Regions from separate parts of the Zea mays genome. Here region 2 is linked to region 1. A link is a contact called in public Hi-C data. All regions are on one chromosome and are shown on one strand. The core of a region is the stretch at or near the end of the contact, and the rest is flanking DNA. Distances in the headings are between cores, read along the strand shown. Region 1 holds the start of LOC100194302 (Tryptophan RNA-binding attenuator protein-like). Region 2 holds the start of LOC100383052 (evolutionarily conserved C-terminal region 2).

The links. Hi-C and Micro-C count contacts between places; a contact is called where the count stands out from the background.
Region 2: a Hi-C map of ear shows a contact between it and region 1, with 2.0 times the contacts expected there. The contact joins the promoter of LOC100383052 here to the promoter of LOC100194302 in region 1. A contact is called at or near these places in 2 of 25 Hi-C or Micro-C datasets (ear and leaf).

What each region holds. Positions count from the first base shown.
Region 1 is chr1:282,503,094-282,508,062 of Zm-B73-REFERENCE-NAM-5.0, forward strand. It overlaps LOC100194302 (Tryptophan RNA-binding attenuator protein-like), which reads left to right and starts at 1,806. Exons shown (of 10, transcript NM_001139340.1): 1 at 1,806-1,957; 2 at 2,140-2,199; 3 at 2,304-2,343; 4 at 2,731-2,909; 5 at 3,360-3,398; 6 at 3,484-3,570; 7 at 3,709-3,769; 8 at 4,243-4,367; 9 at 4,444-4,535; 10 at 4,623-4,969. The coding sequence starts at 1,910. The coding sequence ends at 4,740.
Region 2 is chr1:282,727,621-282,733,325 of Zm-B73-REFERENCE-NAM-5.0, forward strand. LOC100383052 (evolutionarily conserved C-terminal region 2) reads left to right here and starts at 1,589. Exons shown (of 9, transcript NM_001175728.1): 1 at 1,589-1,785; 2 at 2,010-2,074; 3 at 2,194-2,356; 4 at 2,448-2,515; 5 at 2,754-3,305; 6 at 3,548-4,132; 7 at 4,211-4,423; 8 at 4,856-5,002; 9 at 5,090-5,593. The coding sequence starts at 1,749. The coding sequence ends at 5,242.

The DNA.
Region 1 (4,969 bases), core at 556-3,055:
GGTGTCTCTTGCTTGATTACAAAGGTGTTGAGAACAAGAATGGAGGAAGAAGAAAAGCGATCCAAGCAATAAGAACTCAAATGAACACAAATATCTCTCTCTCACTAGTCACTAAGTCTTTGGAATGAGTTTGGGACTTGGAGAGGATTTGACCTTTTGTTTTGTTGGGGGGTATTTATAGCCCCAACCACTAAAGTGGTCGTTGGGGAGGCTGTTTGTCGATGGGTGCGCCAGCCACGTCACCCAACCGTTAGGGTTCGACCGTTGGAGCTCTGACAGGTGGGGCCACCGGACCATCCGGTGGTGCACCGAACAGATACTGTTCACTGTCCGGTGCGCCTTATGGCGCCTGCTCTGACTCTGCGCGAACTGTCCGTGTACTGTAGCTATGTCAGCCGACTGTTGAACTCGACAGTGGCGATGCCGACCGTTGCTCCGCTGCACACCGGACAGTCCGGTGAATTATAGCGGAGTGACATTTCCAGAAACCCGAAGTTGGCGAGTTTGAGTTGATCCACCCTGGTGCACCGGACACTGTCCGGTGGCACACCAGACAGTCCGGTGCGCGAGAACAGGGCAGCCTTCGGTTTCATTTGCTCCTTTTCTTTTGAACCCTTTCTTGGACTTTTTTTGTTTGTGTTGAACGTTTGACACCTGTAGAACTTATAATCTAGAACAAACTAGTTAGTCTAATTATTTGTGTTGAGCAATTTAACCACCAAAATCATTTAAAAAAAGATTTAACCCTATTTCCTTTCAACCGTCACTTCTATCCGTTCATTCACCACAAAAGGACACAAAGGAGTACGAGTCACGACTTGAACTTCTTGGCGCCCCCATCTCTCTCTAACTCTACGATTTTTTATACCATCCGTACTTGTTTTTGTACATATGACATTGTTAATAGTAGCTACCAGATAGCTATTAGTTGAGCACTAAGAGCATCTCCAAGAGACTAGCTAAATAGCTTGTCAAGCTAAATTTTAGCTACTTAATAGTATAATAGCTCTCCAACAGACTAGCCATCTAACTTGCTAAGCTATCTGGTTCTCCAAATTAACTCACTCACTAGCCAAATTTGGCTAGCAACTCTCGCTAGCCAAGTTAACTTGCATATTAGAGAGTCTGTTGGAATGAGATTTTATATATAGAGTTTAATATTTATGGAGAGACAAATAAAGAGTCAAATAGAGAGTCAAAAATAAAGAGTCTCTTCGAGATGCTCTAACTAATGGCTAGCTAGATTACCGGTTGGATCTATTGGAGTCTAAATAAGTTATTTATTAGCAACTAAATATTAACTTAATAAATTCAACCACGATCAATTTTTTTTTACACGAACTGTTGAGGAGCACAATGAATTCAATCAGTACCAGAACTTTTTTACATGAACTGTTGAGGTTGAAGGGTGGTTTTCCTTTTGTATTTTTTTGGAACGTTTTTTTTTTTGCATTATGTACCATTATGTTTACATTTCATATTTAAAATTATAGAGACAATAATAGTGACGAATATAACGTGCAGAATGAATAAAAAGTGAGAAAAGATTACCCACAAATCTGACATCAAAACGCAACAGTCTGTGCTTGGACACGTCGTGGCAAGTTACTAACACCAATGGCGTGCCGCCACGTTGACAGGTAGCCCGCGTGGACAAGCCACGGTAGCACCACCGTATCACCTTTCGGCTTTGGCGCACCACACCAGGCACCACCATCGTACATCAACGGCTTGGATAAGCCAACGTGGCAACACAATAAAACAACAAAAGAGTTCTCGTGATTAGAGAAGCTCAGAGAACAAAAGAACAGCTCGCCGCGGCTCCGAATGGCAACTTCCCCGAACCCCGCGACGATTCACCGAGCCGGCGCCCAGTGACCCTTCCAGAAGCTTCCAGAAGGTCACCGCCATGGCCGCGCCCTTCTTTTCCACTCCTTTCCAGCCCTACGTCTACCAGGTCCGCGTTCCTGCCCTCCCCTGGACGATCTGATTTTTTTTCTCGAGTGAGGGGCTCATCTCCGCGTAGGATGTTAGGGTTGGATTGGAGCTACGGGGCTGGATCTATCCGATCCGCTGCTCATGGGATCCTATTGTGTTTGTCTCTTCTGATTCGTTTTCAACTGTGTGGGATGGTTTCAGAGCCAGCAAGGATCTGTGACGGCGTTTCAGATATCCGGTGGAGATGTGCAGGTCCTGCAGGTACTTTCTGGTGCTCAAATATGTTTTGCACACCTGTAATTCCTTTCTTCACATGATTTGAACGTAATCAACTGGAATTGTTGGGGGCAAATGTTTTTTATTAGGTGATGCTGAAGTCTCAGGAGAAGCTGACTGCAAAACCAGGTAACTGGATTCAGTCCTTCTGCTATGCAGCTTGCCTGTTCAACTAAGTATCTTTGTCTGTGGCCTTCAGTTAAACTAAACCTAGTAAACAGGGTGCTAACTAGTCATTATGTGGCAGAAATTGACAAATTGTGTGTTTTAGATATCTTCGTACAAAAGTATGTAGCTCTAGTGTCTACTTTTCCTGTTGGCAGTAACCCTGCCCTTAACTCACAACAGATTAACCTTCTGGTCAGTAGTTACTGATAATGATAACCTTCTGGTTGGTAGTTATTGAGAACTATCTGTTATATATATAGTGTAATAAAAAGTTTACCATACAATCCTAGAAATTGTTAGCATGCGAATAGCGATTATTTCATCAGTCATTATTGTTGTTTTCTTTAGGTGCAATGTGCTACATGTCTGGGAATATGCAGATGGACAACAATTACTTGCCTGAAAATGATGGAGGCGTGTGGCAGTGGATTTTTGGGAAACGTGTAAGCAGCACCATTTTCTTTAATTCTGGATCTGATGATGGATATGTCGGGATTGCTGCACCATTTCCTGGGAGGATACTGCCGGTTAGTATTTTGCTTCTCTTCTACGTTTTAATTTTTCTCTTAGCATCGTCTTTTCTTGTGCAATGTGGAATAAATCACTGTTGTCGCTACTCCTCTTATGCTAACAAATTCAAGATTTGTTAGCTACTTAGCTGTTTATTTTTGGATTGCTCTACATCTTTGAAATTGTGATCTGCTATATGTCAGGTGAGGGTTTGTTAATCCTTTTGTTGAACTTTAACCATCCACTTGAATACATTTTTTTTCATTAGATTAGACACCAACCTAACCTAACTGTATGATCGTATACATATCATTACAAAGTGCTACCTCTTGCCAGATTTATGTCAAGCATGCATGTATGCTGCTGTGGAATGTGCTCGGTATTAGAGGTGTTGGCATTACAATTGTGCACTGATATAGTACTAGAATTGTACTTAGTCTTATTTTAGTTGCTTGTGTCTGTTACAGGTAGATCTAACAAACTTTAGTGGAGAACTTCTTTGCCAGGTTAGTTACTGTCTAAGTTTGTTTGAAAATCAAGAGAACTTTGCTTGAAATTAAGAGAACTTCATATGATTAATTATTAACGCAGGCAGATGCTTTTCTATGTTCGGTCAATGATGTCTCCGTCTCTAGTACAGTTGAGCCAAGGCCACGGAATATTGAGATTGGTGCAGAGGTTGGTTAACTTTCTTGAGTTATATTGTTACTCTGGATATTATTGCTTTGGATATGTACCTTTTTGGTCTTTTTATCTATGGTTTCTTACTAAATTGCATTCTGGAACTTGAAGCTCTACAATTTTTTTTATCTTCAGATGATCCTTAAACAAAAACTTAGGGGCCAGGGGATGGCTTTTCTTGTTGGTGGTGGATCAGGTACAGACTGTTTTGCACTTGTCACATGGCGAAATAGATATTGGTATATGAGAATGCAATGGCATCTACACAATAGCAATGCAAATTGGACGGATGCAAAGTATTGTGCCTATAAGATGAGCTTCATTGCTATAAAGTATTAAAGTGGTTTGGGCGTTTAGGATACACTGAAAGATTATATGATTTGCAATAGAAGTTACATGCAACATTAGGTTGGCTGGCACATTATGCATGAATAGATACAGATGTTGTTAACAATGCAAACACTTACAGTGATATATAATTTAGTTTATGTGTACGTCATTTGGTAACTGCAATAATTTAAATATAGCAGACCAGACACTCGGTGCCTCAGTTTGTTTTCCATGAACAAGACGCAATCTCATATCATTCTTTTCACTTTATCTGGTTATTCTTGACTGGTAACATGTGGATGGGATTTGACTGGGGACATTCTGCCATGCAATTTTCAGTCATGCAGAAAATCCTTGCTCCTAGAGAGGTGATAACTGTTGATGCTGCTTGTATTGTGGCTATGTCGGCCACCATTAACTTCCAGTTGAAGAGCCCTAACCAGCTTAGAAGAGCAGTTTTTGGGGTCAGTATATCATCCGTTCATGTTTCCTTGTTAGCTGTTCATGCCCACAATCTCTAAGAAACATGGTCTTATGCAGGGTGATAACCAGCTAACAGCATCTCTCACGGGACCAGGTGTTGTTTTCATTCAAAGTCTGCCATTCCATCGACTCTCACAGAGAATCGCCAGGTAAGATAAAGCCATGTATCCGTCACATTGTTCTGACTCACTGCTGAGCAGACATGACTGAAAGTTTATTCTTGTATTATCAAGCAGTAGATCAGTGGCAGGCCCAAGCTTGAGGGACAACCCAAAGTTCTTCATCCAGATTGTCATGTTCTTCTTCCTGGCCTATGTTATGATTGTATCATCCATAATTCTGACAGATGTTTAGGCGATTCAGTGAGCTTTTGGTGTATTCCTAGACAAGTTATCGAAGAGTTAAAGCTACCTCCCCAATGTTAATGTAGATGTAAGAGAACGAATTTCACAAGCTGTTGTTAGAAACCTTAGCAGAAGGTTCTTCATTTTTTTTTCTCTAACAGTTTGGAGGGGGCGGGGCGGGTTTCTTGGTTAGCGTGTAAAGAGGAAGACAGCAAAATCAAGTTGCACAGCGTATGGTG
Region 2 (5,705 bases), core at 339-2,838, 220 kb after region 1:
CTATACAAGTTATAGTAAAACGCCGGGTCATTTATGTGTGATATTTTTTTGGGGGCATTTATTTGTGATATTTTAGACAATAAACTAAGCCACACAACAAAATTTTTTTTGTTAACATTCGCCCCCACAAAAGAAGCATTACATGAATCTTGTTGGAAAGAAACACTATGCATGTTCCGCAAAGAAGTATTACATGGAGCATGGCAAGAAGAAGCAACCTGCATATCACCTGAACGGCATGTTTGAATAATTGAATTTGCATACTCATCGATTCAAAGACCATACCAAGCCACATTAATATTCACCTAGACACCAACTTTGTAGGAAACCTCAGAGCCATCACACACAACGCTATCACTAACGATGGAAGTTGACCATTCCATTAATTGGCATCGACATATTTCTATTGTTTTACATGGTCACAAGGATCGTAACACTCGATAGGTTCATTGAATTTAGAATGTTAGACATTGTTTCACAAATGACATCGAGTCTGTGTATGTGAAAACGAGGACGTCGTGGTGACCATGGAATTGGTTTTGTTATTGGGCTAAACTCGAGGAAAGACATTGCTTTGACCAATTGATTTACATCGAGAGAAAAAAGAAAGAGAATACAATAATAATTTGCATAAACATCAACCTAAGAATCATAGAAATTTTGTGCTATATTTCTAAATCTTAAACAAAAGTATGCATAATGCTTCGTGGGTGAAGGGCGGGGCGATCGATGCGAGACTGCCGTGGGTCGGACAATGGAGCAATGACCGTGGGATTTAGGCTTAGGATTTTGTTTTATTTTAATTTCCAGGAGAGCCCTAGGGTTAGGGTAGGGAGTACCACATAACTGGACTTAGAAAGCAAGGGGTCCAACAACAGTGGTCAGTTTGGTGGTGGTAACGAGTATAGGGGTCAGACACCGCTGAGCTAGGGGTGGGAAACAACCTGATTTGGATTATGCTAGTCTAGGTGGTGATAGATGTCAGAGGCAATGATGGGCTAGCGCAATCCATTAAACAAGGAGAACATGTGGTCTACTCATCGAAGAAGAAAAACAATAGTGTTGCCGCCAAAGATAGAAAACGTGAATGGCTTTATAGAATGCAAACAGGATATATAAAAGCTGTTGGAGATTAAAAAGATATAGAAAATATTTTTTATGTAAATGACTATAATGATAATTTAGAGACTGAAATTTAGAAAAGCTCTTGAAGGTATCGCTAGGTAGGGTTTTCGTCGTATTTTGATTTTGTTCATCATATTCTATTTCTTGTGTTACTTTTCTCTGGTATTTTTCCTATGTCTACCATAAATCGAACCAAGGAGCATTGTTAATTTAGCGTGCCACCACATGTTCTCCTGGAGACTTGACACTTTTTTCCAACATGTTCACAAGTTCTGTGTACCTGGAGCAGAAGTTGGGAAGATAACGAGCAGCGGGGATGGGCTTGGGTCGGTATTTGAATCACCGCCCTTCGAATCGCTAAAACCCCTCTACCTCTTCGCTGGGGGGCTCCTTTCCCTCCCCTCGCGTGGCGTCTGTGGCGGCTATCCTCGCCTCGTCTCCCCTCCCCCCTCCCTAGGGTTTATCCTCCACCACCACCTACCCACCGCCTCTCCCCACCACAGATAAGAATTATCTTATCGATTTTTTACACCGGCCTTGAATCCGATCCAGGAGCAGTCGTTTGGTGTTGGTAGCTGCGGCAGACGTCTGTCCTAGATCGAATTGACTCGCGAGAAGAAGCCATGTCGACAGTTGCTCCTGCCCCTAGCGCTGCTGACCGTATCCTTGCTTCCTGTTCGTTTTTTTGGCGGGTTTGATCCGTGTTCAGGGCCTTTGAGCAGTGTTATAGGAGTCGGTTTCAAGAAACATTTTTATTTTTTTTGGTCACCCTTATATTGGGGGAAAAAATTCTGTTCGTTTTCACTAGGTAAACTGTATCGATCGAACTGTGAGGTGCTTGCTTGAATTATATGTGTGCTTCTTCCTTGATTCGTGAGTTGCAGAGACCACCAATCTTCTGCAGAAGCTGTCTCTGGAGGGCAAGGATGGCTCCGACACTGCCAAGAAGGTATAACTTTCTAGGCTGTTTTGGGCGACCGTTTCGTTTTGCGGAATTATTCTTAGTGGAAGGAGAAATTCACCGAGGATAAAAAAAAATTAATGGCTACTTGAATCGTATAATTGTAGCCTTCTGGGATGCCATATGGAGGATCTACCCACGCTGGAGATGCACAGAGCGCTGCTTCACAGGTGGACAGGTCGATAACACCTCTACTACAGGAGGCCATGGATCCTAATTTCTTCTACCAGCCCAGTGCATATGCCTCTCCAGCCTATTACTTCCCTAGTGGTACATAAACCTGTGCTCCTTGTCGCCTCAGACCTTGGTAGGTGGCTACGTTCATAATTGCAATGCCTGATTCTTGTATGCTGCTTCTCAGGTTATGATGGCTCAGCCAATGAATGGGACTCAAGGTATGCTGGTCATGAAGGAATGGAGATGCCCCCTGTAAGTTAACATTTGTGTTGACTGTGCAATTATCTCAGCTAGGTGTATTTTTGAGTTTAAGATACATTTGAATTATGCGTTTCCACTTTCTCTAGAAATCTGAGAACAAATACAGTGGCATGTGTACACACTACACATTCAAATTTGTTAACTATGAATTTTGGTGAATCACTTATTTACTCTTGTGGATAACATAAGGGATGGAGCTGATACTTTCTTTTCTGTTGAACTAATGTAGCAGACCGTGTATGGAGACATGTACCTTGGATATGGCTATGCTCCATACGGCCCATATCCTTCGGGTTCTCCAGTACCAACTGTTGGGCATGATGGCCAGTCATATGGTTCTCAGCAATATCAATACCCGTCTCAATATTATCAGCAACCAACACCAACAAACGCAAAACATGGTCTAAATGGTGCCAGTTCTCAACCTGAACCGCCCTCTGTTGCCAGTCAGCAGGCACGAGTTTTGGTAGATGCAACAAAAGCAACTCCAAACGTGAGGGCTAATGGTATGACAATTGCTCACAACAGTTCGCTGCCACGTAAGCAAACCCACCTGAATGTATCGGTAGCAAACAGTGGTTTATATGGAAGAGGACCTATGCAAGGCAGTGGACCTTCTGCAAGCAATTATGGTCACAATGGTGTTCGTTCTCCAGCTCAATGGTACGATGGTCCAGTTTACTCGAATGGGCATCAGATACCAACTGCTAGTTCCACATCTTACCGTTCCAATTCGTCTTCTATGAGAAGTCAGAGCCAGCATCCAACAACAAACCTCATGGTGTGTTCGCCAAACAAATTATTTTCATAATATTGTGTTGCAGAGTTTCTTTTTAAGTAATTACTTGTGTCTGGCATTCAATGACATCTAAAGCTTGCTCTCACATACCATTGGTATTAAATTGTACTTCCTTTCTTAAGACTGCACATACAAATGTGATGTGTTTGCATATTTGGATTATTATGAGAAATATATGCAGTGTACCTGAATAAATCTTAGCTGTTGGTTTCATTTATTTCCAGGGTATACATGCACAGATGCCTTCGTCTGGAATGGGTCTGACCTCACCTAGATATCCTTCTAGGATGTACCCAGACAACAGATTATATGGGCAGTATGGTCAGTATGGGAACACACTGAAGGGTGGCCTTGGTTTTGGATCAAACATGTATAGCTCGAGAAACAATGGGAGGTGGGGAGTTGTGGATACCAAATACAAGCCCAGAGGGCGTGCACCTTTTGGTTTTAGTGGTGAGAACCAAGATGGCTTTACCGAGCTGAACAGAGGACCAAGGTCTGGTGGTTTCAAGCACCAAAAACAATTCGGTCCTACTGTAACTATTGCTGTGAAGGGCCAAGCCCTCCCTTCAGTGGGGAAACAGAACAGTACTCTTCCAGACAAAGGCCAATTTAACCAGGAAGGGTTTCCTTTAACCTACAAGGATGCAAAGTTCTTTGTTATCAAATCATATAGTGAGGATGATGTGCACAAGAGTATAAAATACAATGTGTGGGCTAGCACTCCTAATGGAAATAAGAAGCTGGATGCTGGGTACCGAGAGGCTCAGGAGAAATCCAGTGACTGCCCGGTGTTCTTGTTTTTCTCTGTAAGTCTGTAGCATCTTTCCCTATTATTACCTGTACTTCTTTGGCAGTCCCTTTTTGACCTTGAGCTTGTCCCTTAGGTGAACACAAGTGGTCAGTTTGTTGGTGTTGCTGAAATGGTTGGTCCTGTCGACTTTGATAAGACTGTGGAGTATTGGCAACAAGACAAGTGGAATGGTTGTTTTCCACTCAAGTGGCACATAGTCAAGGATGTGCCCAACAACACTTTGAAGCATATTACACTGGATAACAATGATAATAAGCCTGTGACAAACAGCCGTGACACACAAGAGGTATATTTCCTGAGAGTTACCTGGCTTAGATGCTTATTAAGTGATTAATTGCATCATGATGCAACGGGCTAAGGGTACTGTAAAGATAATGTTTTGGTTACTTTCTTTTCAGGATATTTAAATTTTTTACTGGTTTATCAGCGGGCGGGGGCTTTTAGCTAGTGGGAACGGCAAAATATGATCTGTCTATTTCCTTGTTTACAGTCGTCATATATATGACTATGCCATGACCTGAGGGGTATTAGCGAGTCTGCATGACAACTCATGAAGTCATAATGTTGTCTGGCCATTCACTTATTGGTTTCTGTTGAAGAGAGGGTGGTTTAAAAATTATGTATCACTATGAATTGTTGATAATAAATATTGTTGGTCTTCTGAGAAGTGTACTTGTGAGTTGTGATAGTGATCCTAATGCTGTCCATAATGCTGCAGGTTAAGCTGGAACAAGGTCTTGAAATGTTGAAGATTTTCAAAGAACATGTTACTAAAACGTCAATTTTGGATGATTTTGGTTTTTACGAGAATCGCCAAAAGTTGATGCAGGAAAAGAGGGCGAATCAGCAACTGCTTCAAGGCCAGGCAAGTATCTGTTCTTATTACAGTTTTCTGTGGTTCTGTATGGCTTGAATGATGGTCTCTGACGCCTTGTTTCTTAGCATTGGCCAGGGGGCCGATGTTTCTCAAGAGAAAGACAAGGATGCGACTAATGGCAAACCAGGGTCACAGAAACAGGCAACGAGCAAGGAAGGCACTCCTGCTGAGGTGGCGGCGGATGCCTCCAAACCAGTAGCTGAAAGTGGAATATCAAATGACAACTAAGCATCATGCATACTGGTCGGCACCATACCGGTGCAAATGCTGCAGGTTTTGCGGTATCTGCAAATCAAAACCTATTGATTCTGCCTGAATTCTGGACTTCTTTCGGTACTGGAGTTCGTGAGATGGGGCTCATCATGGGAGTGAATCAGATTTTACTTATTGTCGCTTTGCTAGTTGTGTGACTGGTTTTTGGTGTCTTGGAACCCGTGTTAGGCTTCTTACATACCCCTGTGACGACACCGAGTTTGTTGTAACCCTTGTTTTTTTTTGCCTTTTTGTTTTAGTTCTATCATTGTTAACGAAGCAGCCTATTTCCTATACTTTGAACAACATTAAGGTAGTTTTTTTTGCATGTTGCGGTACTGTGGAGAGTAATAAGACAAAAAGACTCTAGGTTTAAACCATTTTATCCCCGTATTCTGTATTGATTATATCTTGTTTTTTATCCATTTTGTGTTCATCA